2 separate regions of the Mustela erminea genome follow, and region 1 is linked to region 2. Evidence: chromatin contacts called from public Hi-C data. All regions are on one chromosome and are shown on one strand. Each heading gives the region's core, a stretch centred on a gene start, on an enhancer-like site or on the middle of the called end of the contact. The rest is flanking DNA. Distances are from core to core; before and after follow the strand shown.

What was found. A called contact is a pair of places that touch in the nucleus more often than the background predicts.
Region 1: a Hi-C map of fibroblasts shows a contact between it and region 2, with 4 times the contacts expected there. The contact joins the promoter of WDR87 here to the promoter of DPF1 in region 2. A contact is called at or near these places in 2 of 3 Hi-C or Micro-C datasets (fibroblasts and spleen).

What each region holds. Positions count from the first base shown.
Region 1 is chr19:16,483,880-16,488,285 of mMusErm1.Pri, reverse strand. WDR87 (WD repeat-containing protein 87) reads right to left here and starts at 1,872. Exons shown (of 6, transcript XM_032326307.1): 1 at 1,708-1,872. SIPA1L3 (signal-induced proliferation-associated 1-like protein 3) reads left to right here and starts at 2,456. Exons shown (of 21, transcript XM_032326312.1): 1 at 2,456-2,631.
Region 2 is chr19:16,232,776-16,237,569 of mMusErm1.Pri, reverse strand. It overlaps DPF1 (zinc finger protein neuro-d4), which reads right to left and starts at 2,508. Exons shown (of 11, transcript XM_032325936.1): 1 at 2,335-2,508. The coding sequence starts at 2,477.

The sequences.
Region 1 (4,406 bases), core at 623-3,122, 250 kb before region 2:
CTTGGCCACCCAAATGGAGGGCGATGTGTGCTCCACTGTCGAGATAATGCCCTGCATGAATCCCATGGCCTCATAGGTGGCTCTCACAGTAGGGGACAGGGATGCAGAAACCCAGTATCAAAGGGCCTAGTTAATTAGCCAGAGGGGCTATAATGCCACAGGCAATCTTGGAAAAGGAGTCGGCATTTTAAATACATTGTTTCATTGAATTCTTATGATGATTCTATGACTTAGCTAACATCCGCCATTTAAACTTTTTAAAATGGGCATGGTATGGGGCGCCTGGGTGGGTTGGTGGGTTAAGCCTCTGCCTTCAGCTCATGTCATGATATCGGGGTCCTGGGATTGAGCCCCACATCGGGCTCTCTGTTCAGCAGGGAGCCTGCTTCCTCCTTTCTCTCTGCCTGCCTCTCTGCCTACTTGTGATTTCTCTGTCAAATAAATAAAATAAAAATCTTTTTTAAAAAATGGACTTGGTAAAAAAAAATATTCAAAATATACTATGGAGCATAGATTGAAAAAGTCACCTTTTCACACATGATAGCCTATCTTTGTTTCCCCTTCACAAAGGTAACGGTGGTTGTATCTTTCCACAGCTGTTCTGTACATACCCAAGTGTGTATGTGAAAGATAACCCTTACAAATAGTGGTGCACTACACACTGTTCTGCACCTCTTTCTCACCTAATATATCTTACAGATGAACTCATATTAATACATATAGCTCGGTCTCATTTTTCAGCATTTGCCAGCGGCATGGTATTGATCATTTATTTATCCAACCTTCTATTAATGGACATTGGGCAGTTTCCAACCTTTTGCTACAACAACCCATGCCACAAATGAGTATCTTTGTTTATGCCTCAGAGTTTTAATTTTATTTTAGTTAAATGAAATTTTAAAATTGGAGCCATGTAAATGTTTTCTCATTTAAGCATAACTTATTCTGGATATAGTGGGTTAAATAAAATATAAAATTAATTTCAACCATTCCTTTAATTTTTTAATGTAATAATTAAAATGGCATATGTGGTTGCATTATAATTGTGTCAGATAGTCTTGCTTTAGATTGTCTCTCTCTGGTGATGGTCTGATACCCCCACTGGACTTAGCTCCCTCAGGTAGGAACCCTGTCTTAACTTCCCACTGTCCCACAATCACCCAGCCTGGCATGAAGTAGAGGCTAAATACAGTTCTGTTGAATGAATGTGCAAATGAATGACCCTCTGCCCTCTCCCAGGAAGAATATACGCTTCCAGTTTCGAGTCTTACTGAGCATCTTCTTGGAGGAAGCAATGTTATTGACTGGGTTTTCTTGCTCGAGGACCTTGCGCTTCAGCAATCCCCTGGGTAACCCCTATGGAGTTGAAGTAACATCCATTTTTTTTTTTTAAGGGTCGGATTCTTGATTATTTCTGCAGGTGAACTAAATTTGAACAAAATTCCCAGTCAGTAGGTACTCAACATTAACACCAGACACCCTCAGAATGTGTGATCAACGACTGAAAGGTGGCTCACAGGGCCTCCAGGGCAGCCCTCTGGATGGTGGTCCCGAGGTTCCCATGGAGGAAAGAGCTCTGGAGATGCCTCGGCCGGCGAGAGGCCACCACACCCGAGTCCCTACAAGCTCGGGCGTCCCGGCCCTTGGCGTGCGTGGGAAGGAGGGCGTGACCGCGTGTTCAAGGCTGGAGCCATCCTTGCCTATTACCTGCGACGACAGGACTCCCGACAAGGGACGGGTACAGCGTGTGTGGAGATACCCGGGAGCTCCTGTGTGAAGGAGCAGACCTACAAGGAGCGCCTGGATAGCGACCTTGGGGATGCCGCGGGAAGACTCCGCGAACCGAGCGGTTACCCTCCAACACCGCGCCCAGTAGACAGACCCAGGCGAAGGGAGTGAGCGCGCGTGCGCACTCGCGCGCGCCCGGTAGGAAGAAGCTCAGCGCGCGCTTCCGCGCGCGCGCGCGTTCGAAAGGGAAAAAAAAGTCTCCCCCGCGGGGGCCCGCGGCATTTAGGCCGGTGTTGGCCGGCGAGCGCGCGTGCGCGAGCGCGCAAAGACGCCCTCCACTGCCGCTCCCCTCCACTGGGGGTCTAGCGCACAGCTCCGCTGTCCCCGCCTCTCCCGAGGCTCGCGCCCTCGGGGTAAGTACCTCGCGCCTAGCGGAGAGAGGGGGTGAGTCCGCCAGAGAAAGGGTGGAGGCAGACAGGGCTGGGAGAAAGGGAAAAGCCGCTCTTGCAGAGCGCAGAGCTCTGCCACGGGGCTGGAGTCTGCAGAAGACACGCCTCCATCCCTCACGCCCCTCGGGGCTGCGGAAGTGCTCTGGAGACTGGAGCGGCACGGAGGCGACAGGTGGACTACCATTCCCAGAAGGCGGCGCGGGGCTGCGCCTACTGGTCCCGGCAATACCTGCGCGCTAGGCTTTTTTTTTTTTTTTTTTTTTCCCCCTTCTCTCCCGTTTGCTGCTGCCTGGGGCGAAACTACAGTTCCCAGAAGGCTTCGCGCGAAGAAGGCTTGGAAGTGGGCAGCCTGGAAGTCACTCGGGCCACCCGAGCTGGCGGTGTCTCCAGCGAACGGCGCGGAGCCGGACGCTGCGGTCGTGGGGCCCGCGGGGCGGGCAGCCGGGACGCCCAGGTATGTGGGTTCGGGTGCCGGGGCGGCCTCACGCAAGGGTGGCGGGGAATCGGTGTCCACTCGGACCCCGAGGGTCAGCGCGGGCTGGAGACCCGGCGGACGGCCGGGTGTGGGCACCGGTTGTGGGGGGCGGCGGCGCCGGGACTCGCGCCCTCCGGACCTGGCCAGACCTGTGCCTGCATGGCTCAACTTTCGAGACGTGCTACCAGCAATGTATGGAAGAGCATGGAGTGGGAGTCGGGTAGCGGTGGGTTCGTGTCCTGCCTCTGCCACTCGGGAGCTGCGATCTAGGGAAACCGCACCGAACCTCAGTTTCCCCTTCGGTAAAACGGGAATAAGAGTGTCTTTTGCTGGGGATTCTGTTGAGATGTTGAGATATGGCGAATAAGGCGTTTGGCACATGGAAGGCACTTACTACGTGTTTGCGCTATTGTTGGCTCCAATGAAATTGGGTGAAGGTGTTAACATCTACAGCATTGGGTTAGTTGAGGGTATGCATGTAAAGGGCCGAGTCCGTAGTTAGTACTCAGTGGAGAGTAGCTCCTGTTAATCGAAATTATTTCAGGGGCTTTGGTTTGAGAGGCAGAGACCCAGATTCAAATTTAAGCTGTGCCATTTATCAGCCATGTGACCTTGGGCAACTGGCTTCACCTCTCTGCGGCTCGGTTTCCCTATCTGTAAAATGGGGATTTCAATATTAGCCACCTCATGGAGTTTTGAGGATGAAGCGAGAATATTGTGTGTAAAGTGCTTAGAGCAGCAGTTGGCACATAGTGAGCATTCAATAAATGGTACCATTTATTCAGCGTTTTTCCTGCGACCCTGAGACCCTCTGAGGGTGGGGCTCTGGCTCTAGTCTAGGTCTGACCCACGGGGGCGGGGGCTGGGGGACCTCTGATCTAGTTGATTTCCTCTTCCGCAGCCTCAGGTTCCTTGTTTGTAAAATGGGATGACAACATCAGTCTCAGCGGGTTGTAAGGATTTGCTGAGATGGTATTCCTAGTCCAGAGCCATCTCCTACTAAGTAGCAGCTCTTATGTATTATAATTGTTCTTCTTCAATGTTCTCCATCTGGCCCAGAGACTGTCTAACTGTGGGCTGTGACATGACAGCCCCGAGCTCCCCCACACATTCACTCCCAGCCTCAGTGTCCCATCTGTGAAATGGTAGTCACAGGATTTCGTGCCAGGGCTGTTTTGATGATTCCAGGATATAATTCATGTGTAGCGTTTAGCACAGGGCAGGGTGCGTAGTAAGCACTTAATAAACATAGCTTGTTTCTCTTAATAGGCTTTTGCTGCTTCTGTTTATATGCAGAACAGAGCAGGGATGAAGTTAGTGCCTCACCCCAATTTTTATTCACCAAAGATTAAATTTTGAAACAGGTGCTGTGTAAGAGCCTGAGAAAAGATGGTACTGGCCTGCGGTCAGCAGCCCTCTGCTTACCTCTCCCACACTCCTCCCCCCAAGCCAGCACATTCACCCCAGTGCTTTATGTACTACCCCAGGGATGCAAGCACTTGACCCTGTCTCAAATCCGTATTAACCTCCTGAGCTCCAGCTCCAGATGTAGAGCCTCTGCTTTCTTGATGTCCCCTGGTGACTCTCCCTTGGGCACCATGAACTCAACATGTTCAACCTAAACTTCTCCCAGACCCAGGAGTCACCATCTGGGCAAATGGGTTAACTGTGACCCAGTTGCCTGAGCCAGACGCTTGGGACTTGCACTTCTCCCCCAGCCTTCCGAGGTCCAGCTGACTAGCAAGAGGGATGGA
Region 2 (4,794 bases), core at 1,259-3,758:
CACAGGTCCCCCAACACATTACACTTGCTCCCCACACCTCCAGCCTCAGACACTCCACTCCCTCCTGCCCCACCCCAGAACACTTACATCAGTTTGACCAGTTTGGGGCCTGAGTATAGAATATAGCCCATCCCCTCCCTGGTGGCCCTTGTCTAGCAGCACAACTGACCCGCAGAGCTGACACCAACTGACAACTCCCTCCCTTTTCTTGCCTCTGGTCACCTTCACAGATCCCTCTTCCACACTTGAACTCCCTTGCCGAAGCAGTCCTCCTCGCCCTAGCGCCCACCCTCATCCCTGCAGACCCCTCAAAAGGTGAGAGCAGAGAAGCATGCTACCACTCCCACCTAACCTCATTCTGGCCTCCAGGCCCCTGTAATACCCCACATGGACAGTGGACCACGTGAGAAACCAATATTGATGCTACTACTAATAATTAGTGTATTTAGGCAGAGTCAGGCTCTGTACCAAGTGCTTTACAAAGACCACAACAGCCCCTTGAGGTCATAGGCACTGTTATGATTCCCCAATACACAAATGGTAACACTCAGGCTCTGGAGGAGGGGGAGAAGGGGAGTGAATTAATAGCAAAGGATGAGGTTTGAAACTGGGCAGTCAGAACCTCTGCGCCTGCACGGTCCACTCTCCCACCCTCAAGAGGATTTGGCTCTCACCTTCCTTCAGAAGCCAGTTCCTACCCTCAACCCTCAACCTTGCTTGCAGACCTTTCCCAGGATGAGAGCAGAGAAGGGCAAGTAATGGCTCTGGCACTCCCATTCCAGCGCTTCCTTTGGCCTCCTCCGAAAGGTCTGGGCTCCAGGGTCAGGGTGAGGAGGCCAGAGTGCCTGGAGATCCACCAACCTGTACAGGAACCCTGTCCCAGCCCGCTCGAGGGTGTTCCTCATAGCAGACACATCTGTGTGTGTGTAAGAGAGTGAGAGGGAAGCAGAAGGTTGTCACCATCACACACCTCCTCACACTGACCCCAGTTCCGCACACACACCCTGTATGCTCTCTGGCTCACCGCAAAGCCACGCATGTGGGCGCGTGCCTATTGACACCCTCCTCCCCCTCCTCTCCCAACAGGCCCCTGCCAGAAACCAGAAACCACTGGAGGCCTTGGGTCCGGCCGTGAGACACAGCCCTGGGGAGGGTGGGGGGCGCTCCCGCCCCTTCTCCCTCCCCACCCGCCAGCACGCGTTGCTCAAGGTCAAGGCGGCGAGCGCTACCGGTTAGGGGAAGCGGGGTTGGGGGGCAGGTCGCCCCAGCCCCTTTGTGCGGCGCCGCGGGCGTTCGCCCTCCGACTCCTCCCCCAGGCCCGGGAGGAGGGGGAGGGGAGTGCCGCGCTCGCCAGCCGAGGAGGGAGGGCGGGAACGGCCGCGCGCCTGTCACTCTGAGCCCGCTGTCACCGCCAGAGGAAAGGGGGTGGGGAGCGCTGGGACCCGGGAGTCCGGGATCCCGAAGAGGGAGCGCGAGAGAGAGATAGAAAGAAAAAAGAAGAGAGGTGGCCAGAGCGAGGGATGGCTAGGACAGGGGAGGGATGGGACAGGGCTGGGCTTGAACCCAGGCGTCCAGGTTCCCAGCTGTCGGGCCCAGGAGGAAGCTAACGCTCGGAGGAGGGACGCGGACAGGGAGAAAGGGAGGGAATCCCCCGAGATTGAGGGCGCTGCCAGCATCCTCTCCAGAGGCATCCGGTCCCCAAGAGGATGAGAGATGCTCTTGTTAGGTGTCTATGGGCAGGAAGAAGGAGCGATCCCACGGTCTAAGCTGACCTGGTCGTCAGAGCTTCTAGGTCCTGAAGACCGGGGGAGGAAAAAGGGGAGACAGGACCCCCGACGTCTCAGCTCCCACCCTGCGGTCGCGCGAGCCGAGGCCCCAGAGAAAGAGGGGGGAAAGAGAAAGGTTCTGATGTGAGGAAAGAAGGTGGTTAGGACCCCGGAGACTGAGGTCTGGACTTAAGCGTCCGTACTCCCAGCCCTATGCCGGGGCAGGCCCCGCGCCCCCGGAGGCGCGGAGGAGGAGAGATGGAGGAGGAGGAGAGGGAAGCCCCTACCCCCACTCTGGGTGGGGAAACAGCCTCCGCCACCCCCCAGCCCGCGCCACATTCCTTCACTGACAGCGACAAAGAAGAGACGCCCCCGCGACCCTGAAGGGGCTCCCGCCCCCAACCCCAGGGGACAACAAGGGGCGGCGGGTCCCCCCAGGGGTGGGGGGGCGCTCTGCGGTTCCCCATTAAACTACCTTCCGAGCGCCGCGTCCCCTTCCCCAGCGAGGGCGGGGGAAGGGCCGGGGATGGGGGCAGGATGGAGGGACGTGGACGGCGGGGACACTCACGACTTGAGCGGGTTCTGAATGGCGGTGGCCATGGCCCGCTCGGCTGGGCCGCCTCCGGCCCGGGGCGCTGCTGCCGCCGCGCGCGGGCCCAGCCCGGCCTGCGCCGCCCGCTCTGCCGCCCAGCGCGCTACGATTTCATTCATTCTTGGGGCTGCGGCGCGAGCCGAGCGGGGCGGGCCGGGGGCGGGGCTCGGCCAATCCCCGCACCTCCCGGCGCACGACGGGACGTGGAGTCTAGGGGCGCGCGGCGGCGCCCGAGGGCGCCCCTGGCCGGACTACACGTCCCAGGGGGCGCCGGGAGGACCACACGCCCATTGGCTGCTGAGGATACAGGGCGGGGCTGGACTCGTCCCAGAGCATCCTTTACTCCTCCCTGAGGGTGCTCCATTCCCATCTCGGGCTCTCCATCCTCCAGGACCCGTCGGCGTGGGAGCAGGTGGTCCCTGGCCTCTGGGTCTCCTCTGGGTATGTGGATGACCCGAGGATCTGTCGTGTATCCTTGTCTGTGCTTGCGGGTCTGGTGTCTCTTCTGTGTAAGCCAACGTGTAGACAAGCACAGGGGTTAACCACTGCCTTTGTTCACTTATTCAGTGCCTGCCAGGTGCCAGGCACTCTTCTGGACACGGTGGCATATAGCAGTGACCCAACAAAGTCGCTGCCCTCAAGGAGCTGACCTTTTCATGGAGAAAGACAGATAGGTGATAAAGAAGAAAATAAAGAGACAAAATCATTTTAGAGAATTATGAATGCTATAAAGTTGCTTCTCTGAGGAGATGGCATTCAAGCTGAGACATGAGAAGTTCCAGCCAGGCAACAGGAGGGGAAAGGGAACGAGCTTTGACAAGGGAAAGACCAGTAAGAAAGCTGCTGTGACTGGAGGGGAGTGAGCGAGGGGAGAGACAAGGTTGGGGAGAGAGCAAGGACCCAGATCATGTAGAGCCTTGTAGGACATTACAAAGAAAATGGATTTTGTTCTAAGTGCAATCAATCATTGGCTCTCTTCTCTCTCTCTCTCTCTCTCTCTCTCTCACACACACACACACACACACACACACACACACACACACACCAAGCCCATCAGCAAATCCTGTTATCTCTACATTCACAAAACAGATCCAGGATCCACCTAGTCCTCCCCTTTCCCAGCGTCCACCTGGCACCATCCACCACTGTCTTTGCCTGGACAGCTCCCAGTCTGTCCTCCCTGCCGCAGCCAGTGTGGGCTACCTAAAACATATGGCATCACAATGCTCTCTAGCTCAAAACCTCCAGTGGCTTCTTTCACAATTAGAATAAAATGCAAAGCCCTCCCTCTGCCCTCAAGGCCCTACTTGATCCCCTCCGCAACCCTCCTCCAATTTCTGACCTCATCTCCCTCTCCCCTTCCTTTGGCTGACTTTGCTCCAGCCACACTGACTTCCTCCCTGTTCCTGGAAGGTACCAGTCCTCTGTCAGCCACAGGATCTTTGCACTTGCTCTTCTCTCTGCCTAGAATGTTCCTGTCCCAGATATCCACATGGCCCCATCCCTCGCTTTATTCAGGTTTCTCACTAAATGTCCCCTCCTCAGATGCAGCCTCAGGTAAAATGGCCTCCCCTATCACCCTGTCCTCTCAATTGCTTTTTCCTTCAATACTTATCATAGTTTGTCATCATTTAGTAGACCTGTTTAGTTATTTGACTTACTATCTGTCTCCACCCATTAGAATATCAGCTCTGTGAGGGCAGAGCTTGTTGTCCCATCCGCTGCTGTCTTCCCACTGCCTAGAACAGGGCCTGAAAAGTAGTAAATGCGCAATAATTATTTGTTGAACAAATCAGCGGATCAAACAGACGTTTTGCTCCATGTCTCTCCCCACCTTCTAGCTCTGAGGCACGCAGCCAGCAAAGGCGGGCTCCAGACTGTGCCCTCCTGCACACAGACACGAGGACAGCCTGAACGAATATACTGTATTAAGGAAAGCCCCCAGCAGGGTGTCTGGAGCTAAAGACGAAGAGAAGGGAGAGGTTCACAAGCACCTTCACTCCTTTCTAGACTATTATAGTCCCTAGCTCTGAACAGGAAGGCTGGACACAGAGGTGCCGGCTCTGCCCTGGGCTCTTAAGCTCACAGTCTGGTGGGATAACAGATGCACCCCCACACAGTTACAGCCAAGAGGGGAGGAAGTGCAGGCAGAGGGGTCAAGGCTGGGGTAAGAAAGCACAAGAACTGGGAGCCCAGAGGAGGTTCCTAACCTGGGCTGTGGGTCCGGGAGGGGTTTTTTGGAGGAGATTCCAAGGAAATCCTTTCAAGTCGTGACCCCTTGCCCTCTCTAAGCATGGAATTATTGTCTGTTCTGACATCCTGGAATGCTGGTGCCCAATCTTCCTGTCACCCAAGTGTTGGGGACACTGATCCTGGAAGTCCAAGCCTTTGGTCACTTCTCTTAACCCTGGAGCCTAAGGATCTGGCCACCAGAGG